2 separate regions of the Mus musculus genome follow, and region 1 is linked to region 2. A link is a contact called in public Hi-C data. All regions are on one chromosome and are shown on one strand. Each heading gives the region's core, a stretch centred on a gene start, on an enhancer-like site or on the middle of the called end of the contact. The rest is flanking DNA. Distances are from core to core; before and after follow the strand shown. Region 1 overlaps Ttll8 (tubulin tyrosine ligase-like family, member 8). Region 2 has its middle 2.8 kb from the start of Gm33049.

Region 1 (4,683 bases), core at 999-3,498, 71 kb after region 2:
AGCACAGTGACAGTGCCCTCTTTCCTCTAGCACAGCTCGGGCCCTCGTCTGACCTTGGCAGCACTTCTCCCCCCACCCGAGAGCAGGTGTCTGTCAAGGTTGGGAACTTGCATAACAGGGAGGACTCTGCCCAGTGAACTCACCTCGACCCCGGGACTTGGCTGCAGGCTTTATGATCCAGATGTTCCGGATCCCATCGATCTCTGTCTGAGGGTTCACAGAACTGATCTTACTCAGCAGAGCTTGGCATTGCGCAAAGTAACTTTTCGAATCAGTGATGGAAGCATTGCCACTAAAAAGCAAGATCCAGAAAGGGCGTGAGGCGCAGAGAGACAGCACTGGTGGATGCCTCTGATCCAGGACAGGCTGATGGCTATATGGCAAGAAAGGGTTAAGGGCAGCCGAGGATACCTACCAGTTGAGGATACCTGGGGTCATGGACTTAGAAGATGGACCTGGGCATTGTGTGTCAAGAACTAAGGCCCCTAAGCCCAGCATGCTAGTGTATACCTCTAACCCTGGCACTTAGAGGCAGAGACAGAGGTGGGGGCAGGGGGCGGGGGGGCAGGGGGGCAGGGGGACAGGGGGGCAGAGGTAGAGGCAGAGGCAGAGGCAGGGGCAGGGGGCGGGGGGGCAGGGGGCAGGGGGGCAGGGGGACAGGGGGGCAGAGGCAGAGGCAGAGGCAGAGGCAGAGGCAGAGGCAGAGGCAGAGGCAGAGGCAGAGGCAGAGGCAGAGGCAGAGGCAGAGGCAGAGGCAGAGGCAGAGGCAGAGGCAGGAGGATCACTGTGAGTTTTAAACCTGCAGGGTTTAACATAGCAAATTCAAGTACAGCCAAGGTTTCACAATAGAGAGGCCCTGTTGGAACAAACAACTCTGACATGTGGATTGTCTACATGGAAAAGGACACCAATCCTGTACCAAAGAAAAACCAGAGATGGGTGGGTCTCTGTGCGAAGATACTGCCTGCACTGTTGTTGTTAGAAAGGTCCTTCTAAGGGAAGCCAAACTGCAATGAGGGCCTACCTGTCCACAGGAGCAGTCAGCTTATTGTCCTGTGAGCATGACTGTCAGCCTGACCTTATGTCCTTGTTGGTGACTTCAGACTTGTAGGAAAAGGCCTAACTTAGAAACCAATCATAATCTCAGGAAATTAGGGCAGGGATCAGTAGAGATGTTTGAGCAGCTTTCAGAATTTGAGGGTACACTGATGGCACCTGGGAGAGAGAGACGTCCACCACAGTACCTGTAGTACCTCTCAGGTTCTCCATATGTGGGCAGACCTGGTACAATGGAGAATGTTTAGTGTCAAGTCCCTGCGACGGCTAAGCCACAATTCTGGCTGCAGCCCTGGAGGTGGAAGCAAGGGTTTGGGGGACAGGAGACATTTATGTTCTGCCTGCCTGCTGGAAAAGGAGAGGCAGCATTGAGGAGAAAGTGAATAATGCCAATCTCTGGCTAGGTGGGTTAGAGTTTCAAGACAGCAAGAGTTGTAGTGGGGTCAGCTTCCACTCCCCGGGTGCAGGGAACAGGTTGGCATGTGATGGAGTGAGCTTGCCTCTCGCTGGCCAGATACCAAGCAGAGCCCACTTCCCTGGTCTACTGAATGTGAGCTTCCTCTGCAGATGTTACGTGTTGGTTAACTATAATGATAGGGTAGCCCTGCCACAGTTAGTACACAGTGCAAACAGGTATAGACAACCGGCAGTGTCCCCACAATACCTTCTGTCTGGTCCATAGAGCTGGGCCAGACTAGTGTAATGGGTGGTATTATCAACAAGGCCTGATAGCATTTACTACTGTGCTCCAGAAAAACAAGCATTTTGCTGTCCCAGTGGGAAAGAAGCCTCATGATCCAGAACACTAGAGCCTGGGTTCTGGAAGTCACCCCTGAAGGTGGGCCAGCACTGGACTCAGCTGTCACCACACCGTGTTATCCACATCACATAATGATAAGATGGAAGCTGTAAAAGTCAAGAGATTGCTGAAATAGGGGAGGAGCCTGGCCTGTTTTCAAACCAATATGGATGCTCAGATTCTAGACATCCGTGCTCAACTGAGAACGGACAGGGACCCTGCAGGTCCCATGAAGAGTAGCCTCTTGGCCTTCTAGGTCCTGACGCACAAGTGTCCATGTGGGAATCTGCAAGTCTCCAGAAGAATCAAACGGGCCCCAAGGCGCTCCTTAGATTGTGGCACTTCTAAGTGGGCAGTCAGAGCAAAGCACCACAGAGCCTGCTCACCAGGCAAAATCATACAGTGTGGTAACACGGGAGCCCAATGCTGCCACCTAGTGGTAAAGTATCGCGGTTCTCTTTTGTAGCAATTTAAGAAAATGATTAGTTTAGAAAGCTCAAACAGAAAAAGTGAAGTTTGGGCATTTTTGCTCATGCGTTCTCTTGTGTCATTATTGCCGGCTCAAGGTACAGTAATGGGCTGCTCAGGAAGTCCTCAAGTGTTATGTTCCAGCCAATGATAGCTAGTTTTCATTCTTTGGCCACAAGGATAGGCTCTGCCTTTCTTGAAACTTACAGCCATGGATGGAGACATGAACACACATTACCCTCTCCCCGACCCCCTCTCTCCTCTTTTTTCTCCTATGTAGTGTCTCTCAGCCTCACAGCTGGGAGAGCTGACCATGGTTGTGCCATTTGCAGTCCTTGCTCTGACACAGCTGGGGTTTGTCAGATCTGCGCTTACAGAGTCTATCTGAGGTTGGGTGCGTCATTTCTGCAGGGATAGAAGATCTGGGTCATAGGGCACGCTGTTCTTGCTTTTCCAAAACGCCGTTGCTCAACACTCCTGCCAGAGCTGCATGAGAGCTGTTGATTCGGGCCAATTCTTGGTGTCTCAAGTCTTCAATTCAGCCATCTGGGTGTGCAGAGAGGTCTCCCATCATGGGTGATTTTTGTTGTTTCTTTTTTTTTTCCTTTTTCAGCTTTTGAGATAAAGTCTCATATATAGCCCAAGCTGGCTTTGAGTTCAAGGTCCTCCCGGGATTACAGGAGTTATCACCAAGGGTTCATTCTGGCTTTAACCTGCATTTCTGGAAAGCTCCAACAATGGTTGCTTTTCTAGTCTGACTGGACAGCTGATTTGTATTTAATAAAGAGTCTATTCTGGGTTTATTCTTGAGGCAGAGTCTCGTGGATCCCAGGATAGCTTTGAACTTGCCATGCACATGAAGATGACCTTGAACTTCTGATCCTCCTGCTACTGCCTCCTGGCCCCATGTCTTTGCAGATACTGTGGTAGGTGTCTCTCTCCCAGGTGCCAGGAGTGTACCCTCAAATCTGAAAGCTGTTCAGACATCTCTACCGATCCCTGCCCTTACACCCCGAGATTGTGATGGGCTTCTAGGTCAGGCCTTTGCCTACAAGTCTGAAGTCACCAGCAAGGACATGGGGTAGGGCTGACAGTCACGTTCAACCAGAGCGTTTGGGGTTACAGGCATGGGCCACCACGTTTAGTTTACGACGTCCTAGAGGATGAACTCGGGGCTTCAAGTAAGAGAGAGAAGCACTCTACAAACCCAGAATTTAACTTGGTCCATTTCTCTCCCCTGACTCGGCAGCTTCTGAGCCTGGACCTCAGTTGGACTTGTGGACAGTGGATCTGTCTTCAGTTCACAGCTTCTATTTTTCATCCTCTTTTCAATGCTTTTTTGAGAAACACAGTTCTCTGGTTTTGTTTGTTTGTTTGTTTTGTTTTGTTTTTTCGAGACAGGGTTTCTCTGTGTAGCCCTGGCTGTCCTGGAACTCACTTTGTAGACCAGGCTGGCCTCGAACTCAGAAATCCACCTGCCTCTGCCTCCCGAGCGCTGGGATTAAAGGCGTGCGCCACCACGCCCGGCTGAGAAACACAGTTCTTAAGCACTCGAAGCCCTGCCGTCAACTTTTTCCTATTAATTGTAGCTAATAATTTCCAGGGTTAGTGGCTAATAAATATGAAGCTATAACCAACCTCACTAGGAAGGAACTGTCTTCAGAACAACTCATACAGGGGGTGTGAGGACAACTCCTGAGAAGAAGAGTGAATAGAGAGCATATGCCTCCTTCGATGGATTAAGTCCTGAACATGCACTGACTTAAAGCACTGTCCTAGTGTCAGACAGATCAGTGGGACACAGCACACAGCCAGGAACAGACAAGTGCATCAGAAGGACTCTCATGATAGCCACGGAGGAGAAGACCAGGTGAGAGCCACACGGGACACAGCGTAACACACATGCACTTGCAGTCCCAGAAAGAGGAGAGAGAGAATAAAGGAGAGGCAACGCTTGTAGAGATAGCGGTCAGAGTCCAACTCTGGGAGAAAAACGTCAACTCATAGTTAAACGACGGGACACACACTCAAACAAGGATGGATACAAAGAAAAGTATTCCTTAGAAACACAATAAAGCAAATTGCTAAAAACCAAACACAAAATCTTAAGGCACCCAGAGAAAAAGAGGAGAGTCAAAATTTCTAGACAAAACATCACGAGCCAGAAGACAGTAGAGTAACATCTCAACTGTGACAGTGGCGTGGGCCAGCAAACCGAGGGCTCTATCCCGGAGAAAACAGCTTTCAAAAGTGAAATGCTTTAGGCCTTTTGAAATTGAAGAAAAAAACTGGAGAAAGTTTTCTACCAGTAGACCGCTACTAGAATATATAGAATATATACCATATATAGAATATATATA
Region 2 (4,749 bases), core at 171-2,670:
ATTTATTTATTATATGTAAGTACACTGTAGCTGTCTTCAGACACATCAGAAGAGGGAGTCAGATCTCGTTACGGATGGTTGTGAGCCACCATGTGGTTGCTGGGACTTGAACTCAGGACCTTTGGAAGAGCGGTCGGGTCTCTTACCTGCTGAGCCACCTCACCAGCCCTTGTTGTTCTTTTTAATTAATTTAGTGTGTGTATGTATGTGTGTGTGTGTGTGTGTGTGTGTGATATGTATTTGACTAAGAGCTCACACACACCACGACATATGTATGGAACTTAACGAACAACTTTTGGAAGAGGGTTCTCTCCTTCCATTGTGGGCTTCAGGTACCACACCCAGGTCATCAGGCTTACAGAGCAAGCAGCTGTAGCATCAGCCCCCACCAGGCCATCTACAGCAGCTCTAGGACCCGGAATGGCGGAGTTGTCCAGTACATATGGCCACACAGACCTTGTCTCATGAAGCATCCCTGTCCAGACTCTAGCTGTTAGCATCCTGTGCTTGGGGGTACTTGGAGTTCCTTGGTAGAAGTCTCAGCCTGTACTGTCACAGGAGACCCTCCAGCATGTGCCCTTGTCCCATAGTTCCTTTTAGAGTTTGTCTCTCCCATTGTCTCTGGTCCCACTGAAGGTACTATGTCAGCAAGTAGCCAGGTGTCTCAGATGTCAAGCATTGTGGAGGTTGCTTCTACAGCTGCTAGAGGAGTGACAAGAAATATAAGTGACTCTGGAGCGTCTTTCCTAGCTCCAGATCCTGGAAGCAGCCATTTGTCACATTAGCGCTGTACCACTCCCTGCCTCATTTAGAAACTCAAAAAGGGACCACTCCTCGGGCCTCTGTGGGACCGTTCCATCTTGTCCTTCCTAACTCCCACTCTTGGCCAGGGACCTTTAGAGTGCATGTTGGGGACCCAGCCACCCCGTCTTAGAGCAGATCTGGGCCAGGCCATGGGAGAGTTGGGTGTGGGCAGGATGTCTGGCAGAGCTATTGCTGAAGCTAGTCACTGTCCAAAGAGAGCCAGTACCCAGGAGGGGCCTCAGCAGGGATTGGAGCCAGCCCTGACAAGTTTGGCTTCTGTCACAAGCATAGCATCCAGAGACAGCACATGGCTGCAGCTGGGTCCCCAGGGCCAGAAGGGACAACCAGGATAAAGTGGAAGTGCAAGACCCCACTTCCATAGGGCTCCGGAAATGCCCGAGGCAGCAGAGAGGCTGTGGGGAGTACCCAACACAAGGGACTCCTCCTGCGTGCTATGTAGAGGGCTCTGTGGAAGCCACAGGGACAAGCTCGGCACGTGTCCTGACCAGGCTACTTTCCCTGCTGGCCCTGAGCCACGGCCAGTTGGGGACACAGTGTGCAGAGGGAACAGGGTGTGTGTTTGCTCAGGGCGCCTGGAGCCCGGCATGGGACAAGGGCCCATTGTGTCCCCAACCATCCTGGCTAGTCTGGCCCCACTGGCCCCTCCATGGTGCTCCACCTCCATCTCTGCCCTGTGACCCCTCAGCACTGTCCACAGCCCTCTCTCTTCTCAGCACGCATTTGAATCACCTTGCCAGCACTAAGCCTCTGTCCGCACTTAATGCCCTGAGACCTCCTACCTATACCCACACCCCATGTTCCTCTCTTCACCACCCCCTCCCACGCTGCCCACTGCCCTTCCATCAACATCCCCACCTGGTGGCCCCAAGTTCACACAGGTCATGACACACACATGATACACATCCTGATGCTGGCTCACTCGCTCCAGGCTCACACAGGTCCCATCCACAAGCACAAACCCATCTCCTCTGTATCCCCAGAGCCTCCCTCAGGGTGACTTGGTGATCCCAGAGATGGGAATGTGATTCTATCAGCCCTAAGGAATGGAAAAGCTGGGCTGCTGTGAATCTGGCCTGGGGAACATCAAGGTTGGTAACTGAGTAGCCAGGCAGCTAACCCACAGCTAAGGAATGAACTACCAACTGCCAGCTGTGGGGGGGTCGCCTGAGGTTGCTGCCCTGCCAGCCTGCTCCACACACAAGGGCTGTGACAGCCTCTTCCTAAACCCGGTGGGCTGTACTCAGTGAGGCAGAGCCCAGCTACCATCCCCCGTGTCTCCAAGAGACCCTTGTGAGGTAGGTTGGGAAACAGTTGGTGAGTGGCAGCCAGCTTAGCCACATGTGTGGAGGGATTGGGGGCTGGGGGGATGCTGTCTCCATACTCCTCCTCCATGCTGGAGATATGCTCTATTCAGCTGCAGAGTGTCTCCTCATGCCAAGCCTCACAAAATCCTTGGGTTAAGCAGCACTACCTGGCTCACCAGTCAGAAAACTAACCTGAGGCTGGGTATCACGTAGGGCATGTGCTGGGGGCTGGGACCTTGTGGGTATAGGGAGTCAGTGTGCTTGCGGTGTGGGTACTATACCAGTGTGAACTTTACAGAGGTTGAGGGTTGATGGTGCAGAACCGGTCTGACTGGTGCAGCTGTGTGTGTGTGTGTGTGTGTGTGTGTGTGTGTGTGTGTGTGTGTGTGTGTGTGTGTTTGCGCCTTTGCTTTCTTGCTTGCTCACGTGGATGTGTGCACTGGGGCCCAGCCAGGAGGCAGACAGGATAGAAGCCGAGGCTTGTGCGTCATGGGCATTACCTACATCAGGTGGCCACCTGCTGGGGGTGTTGGCTCAGCTGGGAGTGGCAGAACAGGTACAGTTGAGCCTTGGAGGCTAAGATAGAGAGAGGAATAGGTGGGCTGGACAGCACCCAAAGGCACGCTCCACCCATCTTCATAGGTCAGAAGCACAAAGGACATGGCAAAGCTGGGAAAAGCCAAACCTCGCAGGGAGGCCAAACCTGGATCGGGTGCCTGGGTGTTGAAAGACTTCGGTCTCCAGCCCCATCGCAGCCTGTGCTCATCCTAACCTCAGTTCCTGAGCTAAGTTGACACGCTAAGCCCTTGAGCTAGCTGCGGCAGGGCTGGTCTGACAGCTGCCCTGCTCCTCATCCATCCCTTTGACCCCACTGGCCAGGTTGGCTTCCTTCTGGCCTTGCCTGGGAGCCCCTTAGTGGTTCCATATTGGCTTGGACAGGTCACTAAATTACCTCTGCCAGGCAAGATTTCAGAAGAAAAGACCTGGCTGAGGTCCCTTCACCTCTATCAAACCATCCCTACCAGCCTTTGTCCCAAGCTCCTGGGCACCCTTTCTTACCTGATCCTCCAGGACAGCCTCCATGGGCCTAGTTCTAAGTCCAAGTATGACTATATACCCAGTTCCCCTATGGCCACCCTGGGGCCAGCCATTTTGCTTTCTCAAGCCTCAGTTTCCCTACCAATAAACAATAATCAAGAAGATATCAAAGTGGAGCAGAACTTGTCTACGGGTCCTGAATGTATAAGTGCTGCTGACCCTTCCTCTCTCCCACCTGCTAGCCTATTCCCTTGAATAGGAATTGAAGAGCTGGAGGACTCCACCAAGGCCTGAGCCAACTCCCATAACCTCCAGGCCATCCCAATACAGTACACTCCGTATCTCGGCTGCTGGAGCTTACCTAGCTGGGCTTTAGGGCTGCTGGAAGAGACAAAGCCCTGGCTGTGGTCCCAGGATATGCGGGAGCATCAAGCTAGGTCCTGGGGTGAAAGGTAGTTCTGTATGCTGGGAAGAGCCGAGATGACAGACCAGATCAGGATCCGCTCATGGACACTAAAGGTTTCCTCTTAAGTCCTACCAGGTGGGTGGAACTCCCAGCAAACCCATTCTACAGCTGGGAACTGGAGGCCCAACCATTGCCTTTCCTCCTCAGGCAACAGGGATTCAGTGAGCAGGAGTCTCCCATGCCAGAGACCTCCAGAGACAGATAAGGCTAAGAAGGACCCTTGGTTGCAGGGCAGTAGTGGGCCTTGGGGTTAGAGGTGCGGGTAAATCAGGTGAGGGCTGGCTGAGTACTAGAGCTTACAATCAGGCTGGATGGGAACCAAGCGGATGATCTTTTGGCTGCTGCCCATGGGACAGCCTCCATCTAGGGTCCCAGATCAGCCAACTTGTTCACTTGGGCGGGATACCAGGGCCGGGTCGAAACCCTAAAACTGCGTCCCAGAAACTACGAGTCAGCAGCTCCCCTCCCACAGCCGCCAAGGAAAGCTAAAGCCACTCTGAGAACACCCAGGCAAGGGTGTGGCTGGGACCAGGACCTGAAGAAAGCAAAGACAGAGGAGCGGGTCAGGGACCAGTAGTGATCTCCTTTGCACATATTCTCCTTGGAATAGATTCTGGACTTATCCTACCTGCTTAGGTTGTTAGTTCTTTCCCCAAGGGACCAGAAAGCTAGTCTCCTCTCTGGGCATCTCCTACCTCCAATTAGACCACTGATCTACCATTACTTAGTAGATGTATACCTGTGCTCAGATAGGGACCTGGAATTAGCAACAGTGGCTGGCTGGACTTCTAGGGCAATGGGCGAGAGATTTCATGCCCCTAGCCCCACTAGATCCTCAGGAACCCTGAGCTCTTCTCGTCTCCTTCTTCCTTGCACAACGCAAGCCTGAACCTGGCTGGGGGAAACTCAGAGCCATAACCTTGTCCCCGAATCTTTCAAAAGGACTAGACCGGAGGCAGAGGCAGGCGGATTTCTGAGTTCGAGGCCAGCCTGGTCTACAAAGTGAGTTCCAGGACAGCCAGGGCTATACAGAGAAGCCCTGTCTCGAAAACAAAACAAAACAATCAAAAGGACCACAGACTTTTGGGTGACATCAGCACTTTAGCTTGGTGCTGG

What was found. A called contact is a pair of places that touch in the nucleus more often than the background predicts.
Region 1: a Hi-C map of liver shows a contact between it and region 2, with 2.5 times the contacts expected there. The contact joins two enhancer-like sites. A contact is called at or near these places in 1 of 39 promoter capture datasets (embryonic stem cells), 1 of 15 datasets of contacts at CTCF or cohesin (embryonic stem cells), 66 of 484 Hi-C or Micro-C datasets (the AML12 cell line, B cells, CD8 central memory T cells and 45 more), 27 of 115 datasets of contacts at active chromatin or transcription factors (the 230-238 cell line, bone marrow-derived dendritic cells, bone marrow-derived macrophages and 13 more) and 3 of 9 other capture datasets (adipose tissue, liver and pancreatic islet).

What each region holds. Positions count from the first base shown.
Region 1 is chr15:88,919,388-88,924,070 of GRCm38.p6, forward strand. Ttll8 (tubulin tyrosine ligase-like family, member 8) reads right to left here. Exons shown (of 12, transcript NM_172818.3): 9 at 144-292. Among named protein-coding and RNA genes, the nearest start is that of Ttll8, 33 kb to the right of the region's middle. Within about 2 kb of position 2,249, at least 40 of the 459 cell types and tissues checked have an H3K27ac peak or open chromatin away from gene starts, as enhancers often do. A contact at or near this core is called in adipose tissue and liver, where this site is marked.
Region 2 is chr15:88,849,306-88,854,054 of GRCm38.p6, forward strand. No RefSeq gene overlaps it. Among named protein-coding and RNA genes, the nearest start is that of Gm33049, 2.8 kb to the right of the region's middle. Within about 2 kb of position 1,421, at least 93 of the 459 cell types and tissues checked have an H3K27ac peak or open chromatin away from gene starts, as enhancers often do. A contact at or near this core is called in adipose tissue and liver, where this site is marked.